3 separate regions of the Sus scrofa genome follow, and all the other regions are linked to region 3. A link is a contact called in public Hi-C and HiChIP or PLAC-seq data. All regions are on one chromosome and are shown on one strand. Each heading gives the region's core, a stretch centred on a gene start, on an enhancer-like site or on the middle of the called end of the contact. The rest is flanking DNA. Distances are from core to core; before and after follow the strand shown.

What was found. A called contact is a pair of places that touch in the nucleus more often than the background predicts. HiChIP or PLAC-seq counts read pairs in DNA pulled down with a chosen protein or histone mark.
Region 1: a contact with region 3 is called in a Hi-C map of embryonic fibroblasts, with 2.2 times the contacts expected there. The contact joins the enhancer-like site here to the promoter of FZD7 in region 3. A contact is called at or near these places in 1 of 5 promoter capture datasets (liver), 21 of 47 Hi-C or Micro-C datasets (alveolar macrophages, brain, embryonic fibroblasts and 13 more) and 1 of 2 datasets of contacts at active chromatin or transcription factors (skeletal muscle).
Region 2: an H3K27ac HiChIP or PLAC-seq map of skeletal muscle shows a contact between it and region 3. The contact joins the enhancer-like site here to the promoter of FZD7 in region 3. A contact is called at or near these places in 7 of 47 Hi-C or Micro-C datasets (embryonic fibroblasts, epiblast stem cells, fetal heart ventricle and 4 more) and 1 of 2 datasets of contacts at active chromatin or transcription factors (skeletal muscle).

The regions. Positions count from the first base shown.
Region 1 is chr15:105,742,349-105,745,902 of Sscrofa11.1, forward strand. The region is part of intron 13 of KIAA2012; the gene reads left to right. Among named protein-coding and RNA genes, the nearest start is that of KIAA2012, 63 kb to the left of the region's middle. Within about 2 kb of position 1,548, at least 31 of the 83 cell types and tissues checked have an H3K27ac peak or open chromatin away from gene starts, as enhancers often do. A contact at or near this core is called in embryonic fibroblasts, epiblast stem cells, fetal liver and 4 more, where this site is marked.
Region 2 is chr15:105,719,432-105,722,962 of Sscrofa11.1, forward strand. KIAA2012 reads left to right here. Exons shown (of 23, transcript XM_005672082.3): 11 at 713-808. Among named protein-coding and RNA genes, the nearest start is that of KIAA2012, 40 kb to the left of the region's middle. Within about 2 kb of position 2,045, at least 8 of the 83 cell types and tissues checked have an H3K27ac peak or open chromatin away from gene starts, as enhancers often do. A contact at or near this core is called in fetal skeletal muscle, omental adipose tissue and skeletal muscle, where this site is marked.
Region 3 is chr15:105,642,648-105,646,322 of Sscrofa11.1, forward strand. It overlaps FZD7 (frizzled-7), which reads left to right and starts at 1,517. Exons shown (of 1, transcript XM_013984388.2): 1 at 1,517-3,675. The coding sequence starts at 2,364.

The sequences.
Region 1 (3,554 bases), core at 298-2,797, 100 kb after region 3:
CTGTGACTGAGGAAAATACACTGTGCTATATTTCAATAATTCCACAACTCCAAAGGCCTTGAGAATACCTCCTATACCCTAAACACTCCAAATTCACACAGCCTCATGGTTGTATTTTAAGAGACCTCATATCACCTGCAATGAAAGAGTGGCTCCGTCATGTCAAATTAAGTCCTAGACTGAATTATTACCCTTGCAGTCAAAAACAGGACCACTAGACCGAGGGTCCTAAACTCTAGTCTCCTCATTTCCCCTGTGAGGCTGCACAAACCAGCTCGCTCTGAGAATTGCCTGTGCCTGGGAGTTCCCATCTGGGTGCAGTGAAAACGAATCCCACCTAGGAACCATGAGGTGGCAGGTTCGATCCCTGGCCTTGCTCAGTGGGTGAAGGATCCCACATTGTGGTGAGCTGTGGTGTAAGTCAAAGATGCGGCTGGGATCTGGCCTTACTGTGGCTGTGGTGTAGGCCAGCAGCTGTAGCTCCGATTAGACCCCTAGCCTGGGAACCTCCATATGCCATGGGTGTGACCCTAAAAAGCAAAAAAAAAAAAAAAAGAGAGAGAGAGAGAGAATTGCCTGTGCCTCCTTTGTGAGAGGAGGGGGCTGTTCCCACCAGAACCAGCTGATTTGTTCAAGCAAGTTTTATTTCCTTTAGAAGTAGCCCCCTGTGAGTCCCCCTGTGAGTCCCCCTGTGGCACAGTGGGTTAAGGATCCCGCGTTGTCACTGCAGTTGCTGGCGTTTTGCCGCTGCGCGGGTGGGAATCCCCAGCCGCGGAACTGCCACATGCCTCTGGCCCGGCCAAAGGAAAAAGGAAAAAAAAGAAGACGCCCCACTAAAGGAAAGTTATTTGAGGAAAAGTCTCGGACGCCCCACTAGCCCCCAAACGCGAAGAAAATGAGGGTGGGGCGCCTTAGGGGAGGGGAGTGTCTTCTGCGCCTCCCCCACCCCCGTACTTTTGGAGGCTAATGGCTCTTTATTAATCACTTCAATTTTAACTACTTCCTCAACCTACTCTATGTAAATGACTAATTTCATGTTTACTATAAATCATCTGGAAAAGATTTAGAGACAAATTTCTGCCCAGCAGATTTCGGTTACGTACCTTGATGAGCCACTGGCAAATTCAGTGAATCCCTCCCTCTGTCGCCTTTCCACTCTGCGGCAGGCTAGGGGGTCACACAAAATTGATCTCTATCAGCATCAGGGGTTTCTGCTCGCCTGGCCTTTAACTGCCCCCTAATTCACCCCCTCCCTCCCTTCCCTGGGGTCGGACCACATTAGGAGTTTAGTCACAAAATACTTTTACTTTTTTTTTTTTATCAGTGTGTTAGCTTCGAGTGAAAACACAAAACCAAAATAGCAACTACCCCCCACCAAGGGTGGACTATTTTGGCATCACCACGCTTTCACGAGAAGTCACATACCTCGATTTGGAAAGCAATTTCTGACGGGCGGGTGAGAGTGAAAGCCAGCGGGTGCTTTGCAGACGTGACCGGGTTCCCGGATTTACCCAGTTCTGGAGGCTGCCTCTGGTGCCCCCTACTGGTTGGAGTTTTTAAACCCTCGGCTGTGCGTTTCCCGAGCCGCGGTCCGCGCCGGGGCCGCGAGCAGGAGGGATCCCGTCTTCCGCCTCCGGCACGCGGGCGGGCAACCGGTGGGACTCGCCGCCGAGGCACCTCCTCCACCCCTGGTGGAGAATGCGGACCTGGGCGGTAAAACCAAAACCAGAAATGAGTAGCGACTGGCGACAACGTCCTAGGAGTCGCAGGAGGGGGTTGAGTTGGGGAAAGAGGGGGAAGAAACCTACTAGGAGAAACGAGGAGATGAAAAGAGAAATGAAAAAAGAAAAAGGAGACAAGCAGACGTGTTTCAACTCCAAGCTCCCATTTCCTCTTTCAAATGAACTGCCTCCCCACTGTGAACAGAATCAAGTATTTATGAAGGCATTTTTTGCATATTAATAGCTGCATGTGGAGCTTTGCCAGTTCTGAAGTCCTAAAGGTATGGTGCCCTTTTTTGAATGCAGGTCCTCCACGCTCCTCACAGAATTTGGTATTCTCCTTCACATAGATTTTCCTTTTTGCCTTGTGGCTCCTCCTAAGGTCTTTCATTTGATTAAGGGAAATTAGTTCCCGGGATACGGTCAGAGTCCAAGCCCTGCTCTTAGCTCGGTGGCTGACATCAATCACTAGAGAAGCTTTTCCTCTTCCCCAGGGCCTCTCTATGTAGAGGCCAAAGGTTGCGTGAGGTTACTAGCACCTAAAAAGAGCATTAAAATTGTAAATGAAAATTCCAGCAGGAGTGTTAATATATCTATCGTGAGTGAGGAGAAAGTAAAACTTTTAAAAAAGGAAGAAAAATAATTGCATTAACTGCAACAGCATGACTAGCTATGCTCGGTAAAGATTATGAGCGATTTTAAAAGGAAAACATTGAAAACCAGTTAGAAAAAGAAGCAGGAGACATAAACAATTCATGTCAAAAATAATAGAGAACAAACAAGATTCATCCTGAATAGCAAATTTTTTGTCTGAGTAGCAGTTTAAATTGAGGCAAACTGAAAAAATAAATAAATAAATAAATTGAGGCAAACTGGAGGTGCCATTTTTATTTGAGATTTGAGATTTGTGCCTTCTCTCACCTTTTTTTTAATGGTAACACTCAGTACTGCTGAGGTATTGGTAAAACTGATACACTTAACACACTTCCAATGGGTTGTAGTTTGGTTCAATTCGCTTGTAAATCAAAATGGCAGTATGACTTGTGAAACATGGAAAATTTTCATATCCATTGATTCAGTATTTCTGACTTCTGGGGATTTATCCTAAGGAAATAGCTGAGCAGAAAAAAAAAAAAAAATGGGTGAAGGTGGCCATTGCAGCACTATCTGTAATACAAAAAAATTGGAAACAGCCAGAGACGTTATTAAATTAATTGTGTGGGATTTAATTCAGGCATTAAAAAATAATGTTTGTTTTTCCTAGAAGCTTTGATTTAATACAAAAGGTTTAACACAGAGTTTTTCAACTTCAACACCATTGCCAGATAGTCTTTGTTGTGGGAGCTTTCTCATGCATTGTAGGATGCTAAGCAGCATCCCAACTCTCTACCCACTAGATGCCAGTAGCGCGAGCGCGCACGTGGCGCGCGCGCGCGCGCGCACACACACACACACACACACACACACACACACACGGCCACTAGTGACAGTCAAAAAGTGTCTCCAGTCCATGCCAAATGTCCCCTGGAAGGCAAAAATCACACACATCCCAGCCCCAACCCCACGTTGAGAACTACCGATTCCATTTTAAAAGTGGAAATCAAAGTGATGTCAACTGTGACCTCAACTGTGCAAAAAAATTGCTGTGTCTTTAAAGACCTGCAAATAATAGTGTTTGAAATGATGGCTATGTTGGGCTACATTTTTGGTTTTTATTTTATCTGCTTCATTTTTCATTGTTTTTCTTTTCTTTCCAAAATTCTCCCTGTAAAGAGGAATAATGGATCATGAGGAGAGCTGGCTTAAAATGACCAGGAGCAAACAGCAGGTATA
Region 2 (3,531 bases), core at 795-3,294, 77 kb after region 3:
GTATGTATGTGCTTGTGTGTGTGTCCACCTTGGTGTAAGTACGTGTGAGTGTGTTTCTGTGTGTGCAGCACACCCCTGTGTATTGTGTGTTTACATACTTGTAAGCATCCACTGTGGCCAATGGTCAGCTCTATTCCTGACCCTTTTGCCTTGGAAATGGGGAAGGTACAGTTATAGAAACACCTTCAATCTCTCTAAGCAAGTGGGGGAAATACAGCTTTCTTCTCCTCCTTGCCCTGAGCCCCCTGGGGTCGCTAAGCAGGCCCAGCATTTGATCCACGTGGCGTGGCTGTGCCACTGCGTACCGCACACAGGCCTGTGACCAAGCGGGAAGCAGAGGCTGGAATCACCGAGCCCTGCGCTCAAGGGCCAGACTGCATACACCTGGAGGACAGGACTCCCTCTCCTTCACACAAGGTGTCCCCGCCAGCCTCACCATGTCCCTGTAGGGCTGCCTGAGGCCCACAGATCCCCCTTTCCTAGATTCACAAAAGGCATAACATAGGCTAGTGCCGATCCCACCTTGTTTACCCCACACTGACTCCAGGTGATGAGGCCTAAATGATGGCTAGGAGCTCCCCAACCCCAGAGGTCAGGCTGACCCTGTACCCCAGCTGGTACCTGAGCACATCTGCATCTGCCCTCTGGGGTTTCAGGGGCACAGTCCCCTAAAATCGTGCTAACACTGCCCATGCTTGTGCTTCTTTTCAAGAAAATTCCGGACACTTCTTGCTGGGCCCAGATGGAGAAAGCATCTACCTGTCCCCCCCAGGGCCTTCCCAAACTGAGCAGCTTCTGTTGGGTAAAGGTAAGATGATACACCCCAGGTCAGCCTCCTTTTCTTAGGGGAAGCTTTTACCTGCAGCTTCCAAAACTTCCCAGCAGCAGAGACATCATTAAAAACAGACACAAGTCAGCCAGTTTCTCCCCTCTTGCTGACACAGAGGTGCTTCTGTAGCTCAGATACAATAACCCAATGTTTGCATAACAAGTTTGCTCTTGCTGGAGCATCTGGGGAGAGACGTTCCCGTGGAATAGCTTGGAGAAGGCCTAATGTGCTGTGTTGATGCCTTGATGAGGATGATAAAGCCCTTTTGGTATTTGCCCAAACTAAACACTGCCTTTTCTCTTCTTTCCAACCACCCTCCAGAGGTGGAGGTGGCTAATTGGTAATCCAATCAGGTCTCCTTGTTATGTGCGTTGGTTCATTGCTGCGAATCCTCTGGCTCCTGACAGCTATCAAGGCAGTTTCCAAAAACCCTTCTGGCATGTTCACTTTTCAGAAAAGAGATGCTGGCTCTGGGCAATAACCATCTTGCAAAAGAAGAGAAAAAAAAATGAAGTCAGAGGGCAATGAATGTCAACCACCCAGGTACCGTCATGAGGTGTGTGTGAGCCGTACAGCCAGCAGACCTCTTGACGAGGGAGATTAAAATCTGCGCTGGTGTGGTGGGTTATGTCATGACTGCCTTAACAAAAAGAGCATGGATTCGGAGCCAGGAGATCTGAGTAGCCCTGGCTTGTCCTTGCCCTATGCTGTCAGATGACTTTGGGTCAATCCTCCCCTGTATCCAAGGTTCCTAAGGGGATCAGCTCCCCCACCAGCAGCTGGCAGGTTCCACATTGCTGCCTTTTATGTGTTGTGTCCGTTGCTGTGGAAGTAGCCACCTAGCACATGGGTTTCCAGAAACTAGAATGCCTTCGGCTCCAAAGTCAGCATTAAAGAACTCCTATCTCCACTCGGGCTGTTCTGTGATAGGAGTCTAAAAATAACTCGGTTCTGAACTGGGGGAAGCAGGAGATAGACAGGTGGAGGCCACTGTCAGCGCAACACAGCTGGTCCAACAGCTGGAACACAAATATGATTCTGTTCACCTGCTGCACATTTGTCCGTTCTGTTTCTAGAGAAGTAGCTCCCCTTTTGGCAAAGTAAAAGCCAGAAGCAGAAAAGGAAATATTTAGGTTACATATTTAAGTTTGTTGTCATTGTCGTCAGTGTCATGTTTCGGTCATTTCAGTGTCCCCAGCGCTCAGCAGAGTCCCTGACACATACGTAGCAGGATCACAATAAATGTTCACTGAAAACTCTTTCAATAATTTCCAAACAAAAGGAAGAAAAAGCAAAAAATGAAATTCATGCTGAATAAATTGAGACTTGCCTAGTCCCATGAGCAATGTTTTGAATCCCACTCACATTCACTGTGAGCTTGTTGAATAAACGAATAACTGAATCTTCAGTCATTCAGTCTGCCAGCAACTGGCCTCTCTCTAGGCTGCCCTCCATTTACAGCTGCTGGACTGCCATATACAGCTGCTGGACCTCCAGTCTTGATGATAATTGGATGGGACCCTAGAAGGCAGACAGTCTTAAACCCACATCTCCCTACAAGGGCCCATAGAACAGATCCAGCTTCCTAAGGTCTCTACTAATGGGAAAGGCTTGTTTTGTTTTGAGAAGCAGTATACTGGAAAAAAAAAAAAATTTCAACTCCTGCAAAGCATTTGCTGCAACCACACCAGAATCTTTGCAGCTATTTATTTGACGAGGAAACCTCCAGTCTTCCTTCTCTTATCTCCCAGACTTTGCCCACATTGCCCTCAAATATTTAGAATGGTTTTAAGTTCCAGGGGAAAGCTCATCTTTTCTGGGACATTTTCCTAATAAATCCACCTCATCTCACTGCCCCATGTAGCTTCCGCCCATTCCTCTCTCTCAATCCCACTTTTATGATTATTATGTTTATCTGCATCTGTTTTCTGTTCAGTTCCAAAATATATTAGAAGAGCCCCGGAGAGCCTCTTATCTTTGTCATATGTCCAAGAAATGAGTGTTGATTGACAGAATACCCCAGCTGCTACAAAGGAAAGCTTTTTGAGGATCATAGTTTTTTTTTTTTTTTTTTAATTTAAAAAAAACCTTGGTAAAGGAAGGAATATGATCTGTCTGATCCTTCTGAGACTTTCAGACTCTGTCAACATCTATTTGGAAATAAATTCTTAAGCAATTAGATCATGATATCTTGCTTTCAGATAGCATAGAGAAATGAGTATAAACCTTCAGAAGGGAAAAAAAAAAAAGATGTGAAGACTTAAGCTGGAATTTGACCCTCTTGGTTGTGTTGGGATATTGCAACACTTAGAAAATTCAAAAAACTTAACCTGGGAGGATACAAGTCAAAACATTTATATGCTCTCCAAATTGCTTATCCTTTTTTTTCTTTTTTCTTTTTCTTTTTTTTTTTTTTTTTTTTTTTTTTTTTTTGTCTTTTAGGGCCGCACCTGTGGCATATGGAGGTTCCCAGGCTAGGGGTCCAAATGGAGCTGTAGCCGCTGGCCTAAGCCGGAGCCACAGCAACTCAGGATCCAAGCCATGTCTGCGACCTACAGCACAGCTCACAGCAACACCAGATCCTTAACCCACTGATCGAGGCCAGGGATCAAGCCCACGTCCTCATGGATGCGGGTGGGGTTCATTAACCACTGAGCCACAACAGGAACTCCCAAATTGCTTATCCTTGATTCAAATCCTTT
Region 3 (3,675 bases), core at 267-2,766:
ATCGCTTTTTTGTTTGTTTGTTTGTTTGTTTTTGTTTTTTCTTGCTGGAGAAGAGGCTCACCGTGGGCAGCAGAAGCAGCAAAAGCAGCAACTTTTGCAAACATGCATCCCAATCAGAAATCCCTCAGGGCTCCAGCGCCTGGAACTGAGCTGACAGAAGGAAAGGGCTCCGCCAGGAGTAACGTTTTCTAAGGCGTAAGATTGCTTTGTGCGTGAGTGTGTGAGAGAGAGAGGGAGACAGAGAGGGAGAAGCAGATTTTTCCTTTCTCAACATTGTCATTTTCCTGCATGGGAATTCAGGATATTCCTCGCTGTCCAGCGAGAAGGGAGAGCGGCCCCCCTCCCTCCTAACTTCTGATCTCGTCGGGAGTAAGCAGGGCGCGCGCGCGAGCGCCCATTGCCTTCAGCAGGGCGAAGATTTGACCGGGAACAAAAGAACGCTTGCCAATCGGAAAACGCTACCCGAAAACAGGATAACTTCTCTTTGTGTTTTGAAAACTAATTAGCAAATGCCCTTGGTTTCTAATACCCATTTAAACTTTTCAACGCATATTCCAAGGATCAAATCATTGCTTCTGCGACAAAGATGGGATCCCAACACGCCGCAGAACTAAGAAAAAGAGGATAAATACTCTCTCTAAACCGTACAGTGTTCCTGGGCACTCGGGTCGCAGGTTTTTTGTTTTTAATAGCCATTTCCCCCAACACTGTTTTCTTATGGCTCCATTAAAGCTATACCAGATCGCTAGACCCTGGGCCGTGCTCGCGGGCAGGGTGACTTGGGGTCGGGGTCCCCAGCGCCCGCGGCTCCCCAACCCTCTCCCCTCCAAGGGGTCTGCACTTCCTCCCGCCTTACGTCGGCCCCTTCGCCCGACTCCAATTTCTTCGCGGTCGCGGCCCCTCCTCCTTTTTACAACTGGGAGCGGGGATGAGAGGGGATTGTGGCCTCACGTGGTCTGTTAGAGTCGGGGGAGAGAAAAGCAATCCGCGATGCGCACCCTTTTCTGGCCCCATAGTGAACCCTTCATTTAGGACCCCGCTACCCAAAAGTCCCCCGCCAAGCCCAGCATTTTCAGCTCGGGGAGGGCTAACGTGACTCCGAGTCACGTCCCTATCTGCCGTGGCGCTGCTCTATTCTCAGCTTCTCCCCGTAAACTTCCCCCGTGCGCCCTTCTATTCAGGAATGTGTATTTTAGAGTACCCGGAAGAGGAACAAATCTTTCAAGCAAATTCCCTTTCTGGTGCGTTCCCCCCTCCGCTCCCCCCAGCGAATTCACGGTAAAAGTTTTTCTTAACTTTTCCCTCCCAGCCCCCGCCCCTCCCCTCAGGAATCCGCCCAGAGCGCTGCAGACTGTGCCTCTCGGGTTCCCTCGCCCGCCCCTTCCGACTTCCACCCAATCCGGAGGCGACCACACAGAAAACAAAGGCTGCCATTGGGCGGTCTTGGAGCTCCAGGGCCCGCCCCCGGAGTGGTTTGTGAATGGGGGGAGGGGAGAGGGCGGGGCGGCCCGGAATCCTGCGAGCGCGACGCTTCTTCTGCGGAGTTGCTGGGCTCCGAGACGTTACTCTGCGCTCCCTCCCGGCGGGCGGCGGCGGCGGCGGGCGCCGCGACTCACCGGCCGGGGCTGCGCGGGACTGGAGAGGCCAGGCCCAGGCCGCGAGCACGGGGGCCTCATAGCTTTGGACGCAGTGTGACTGGATTTCTTCAAAGAACTCGCAGAGCTCTTGGCTCCAAGACGCCGATAGGACTCAGAACGAGAATCAACCGTTTGGCTGAAACTTGGGGACAAGCTTTTGGGGCTGAAAAAGGAGCAGGGAGTGGAGAAGAAGGCGGCGGAGAAGGAGGTGGCGGCGAACTGAGCCTCGAGGCAAGGAGGCGGAGCAGCACCGCAGAGGCGGCGGCCTTGGCTAGCAAGCCGCGGCGCCGGGCTCTCGCTCGCCGGGGGCCCAGACGCAAGCGGGGGGCGCGCGCGTTACTGTGCGCTGTGAGTCAAGAGACTTGGGCAAACTTTGAAGGGTAACCGGAGACGCTTGTTGCTCTTCGCCGCAGAAAGAGCCGCACCGTTACGTCCCGGCGCGAGGAAAAGGCGTCTCCCCCCCATCGGCGCCCCCGGCCCAGGCAGACGTGTTTGGGCCCCCGGCGGCTGCGCGAGTGCTGGGCGGAGGCGGCGGCGGCGACGGCGCCCTTGCGGCGCGAGCACCCTAGCTACAGCGCCCTCGGCTCCGCACCGCCCACGGCCCGGCCCCGGCGCCGGGAGGACTCTCATGCGCCCGGCGCGGCGGCGCCTGCCGGGATCCCAGCCTCTCCTGGCTGTCTTGTCGCGTTTCTTGGGCTGAGAGCGCCGCTGCACCCGCGGCCGGCGATGCGGGGCCCCCGCACGGCAGCGTCGCCCTCGCCTCTGGGCCTGTGCACCATGGTGCTTGCAGTGCTGGGCGCACTGCCCGCGGGCGCCGGGGCGCAGCCGTACCACGGCGAGAAGGGCATCTCAGTGCCGGACCACGGCTTCTGCCAGCCTATTTCCATCCCTCTGTGCACGGACATCGCCTACAACCAGACCATCCTGCCCAACCTGCTGGGTCACACGAACCAAGAAGATGCGGGCCTCGAGGTGCACCAGTTCTACCCGCTGGTGAAGGTGCAGTGTTCTCCCGAGCTGCGCTTCTTCCTGTGCTCCATGTACGCACCCGTGTGCACCGTGCTCGATAAGGCCATCCCGCCGTGCCGTTCTCTGTGCGAGCGTGCCCGCCAGGGGTGTGAGGCGCTCATGAACAAGTTCGGCTTCCAATGGCCCGAGCGGCTGCGTTGCGAGAACTTCCCTGTGCACGGCGCCGGCGAGATCTGCGTGGGCCAGAACACGTCCGACGGCTCCGGGGGCCCAGGCGGCGGGCCCACCGCCTATCCTACAGCGCCCTACATGCCCGACCTGCCCTTCACCGCGCTGCCCCCGGGAGCCGCTGACGGCAGGGGCCGCTCGGCCTTCCCCTTCTCGTGCCCCCGCCAGCTCAAGGTGCCCCCCTACCTGGGCTACCGCTTCCTGGGCGAGCGCGACTGCGGCGCCCCCTGCGAGCCGGGCCGCGCCAACGGCCTCATGTACTTTAAGGAGGAGGAGAGGCGCTTCGCCCGCCTCTGGGTGGGCGTGTGGTCAGTGCTGTGCTGCGCCTCGACGCTCTTCACGGTGCTCACCTACCTAGTGGACATGCGGCGCTTCAGCTACCCGGAGCGGCCCATCATCTTCCTGTCGGGCTGCTACTTCATGGTGGCCGTGGCGCACGTGGCCGGCTTCCTGCTGGAGGACCGCGCCGTGTGCGTGGAGCGCTTCTCAGAAGACGGCTACCGCACGGTGGCGCAGGGCACCAAGAAGGAGGGCTGCACCATCCTCTTCATGGTGCTCTACTTCTTCGGCATGGCCAGTTCCATCTGGTGGGTCATCTTGTCGCTCACTTGGTTCCTGGCCGCTGGCATGAAGTGGGGCCACGAGGCCATCGAGGCCAACTCTCAGTACTTCCACCTGGCTGCGTGGGCGGTGCCCGCTGTCAAGACCATCACCATCCTGGCCATGGGCCAGGTGGACGGGGACCTGCTCAGCGGGGTTTGCTACGTGGGCCTGTCCAGCGTGGACGCGCTGCGGGGCTTCGTGCTGGCGCCCCTGTTCGTCTACCTCTTCATCGGCACGT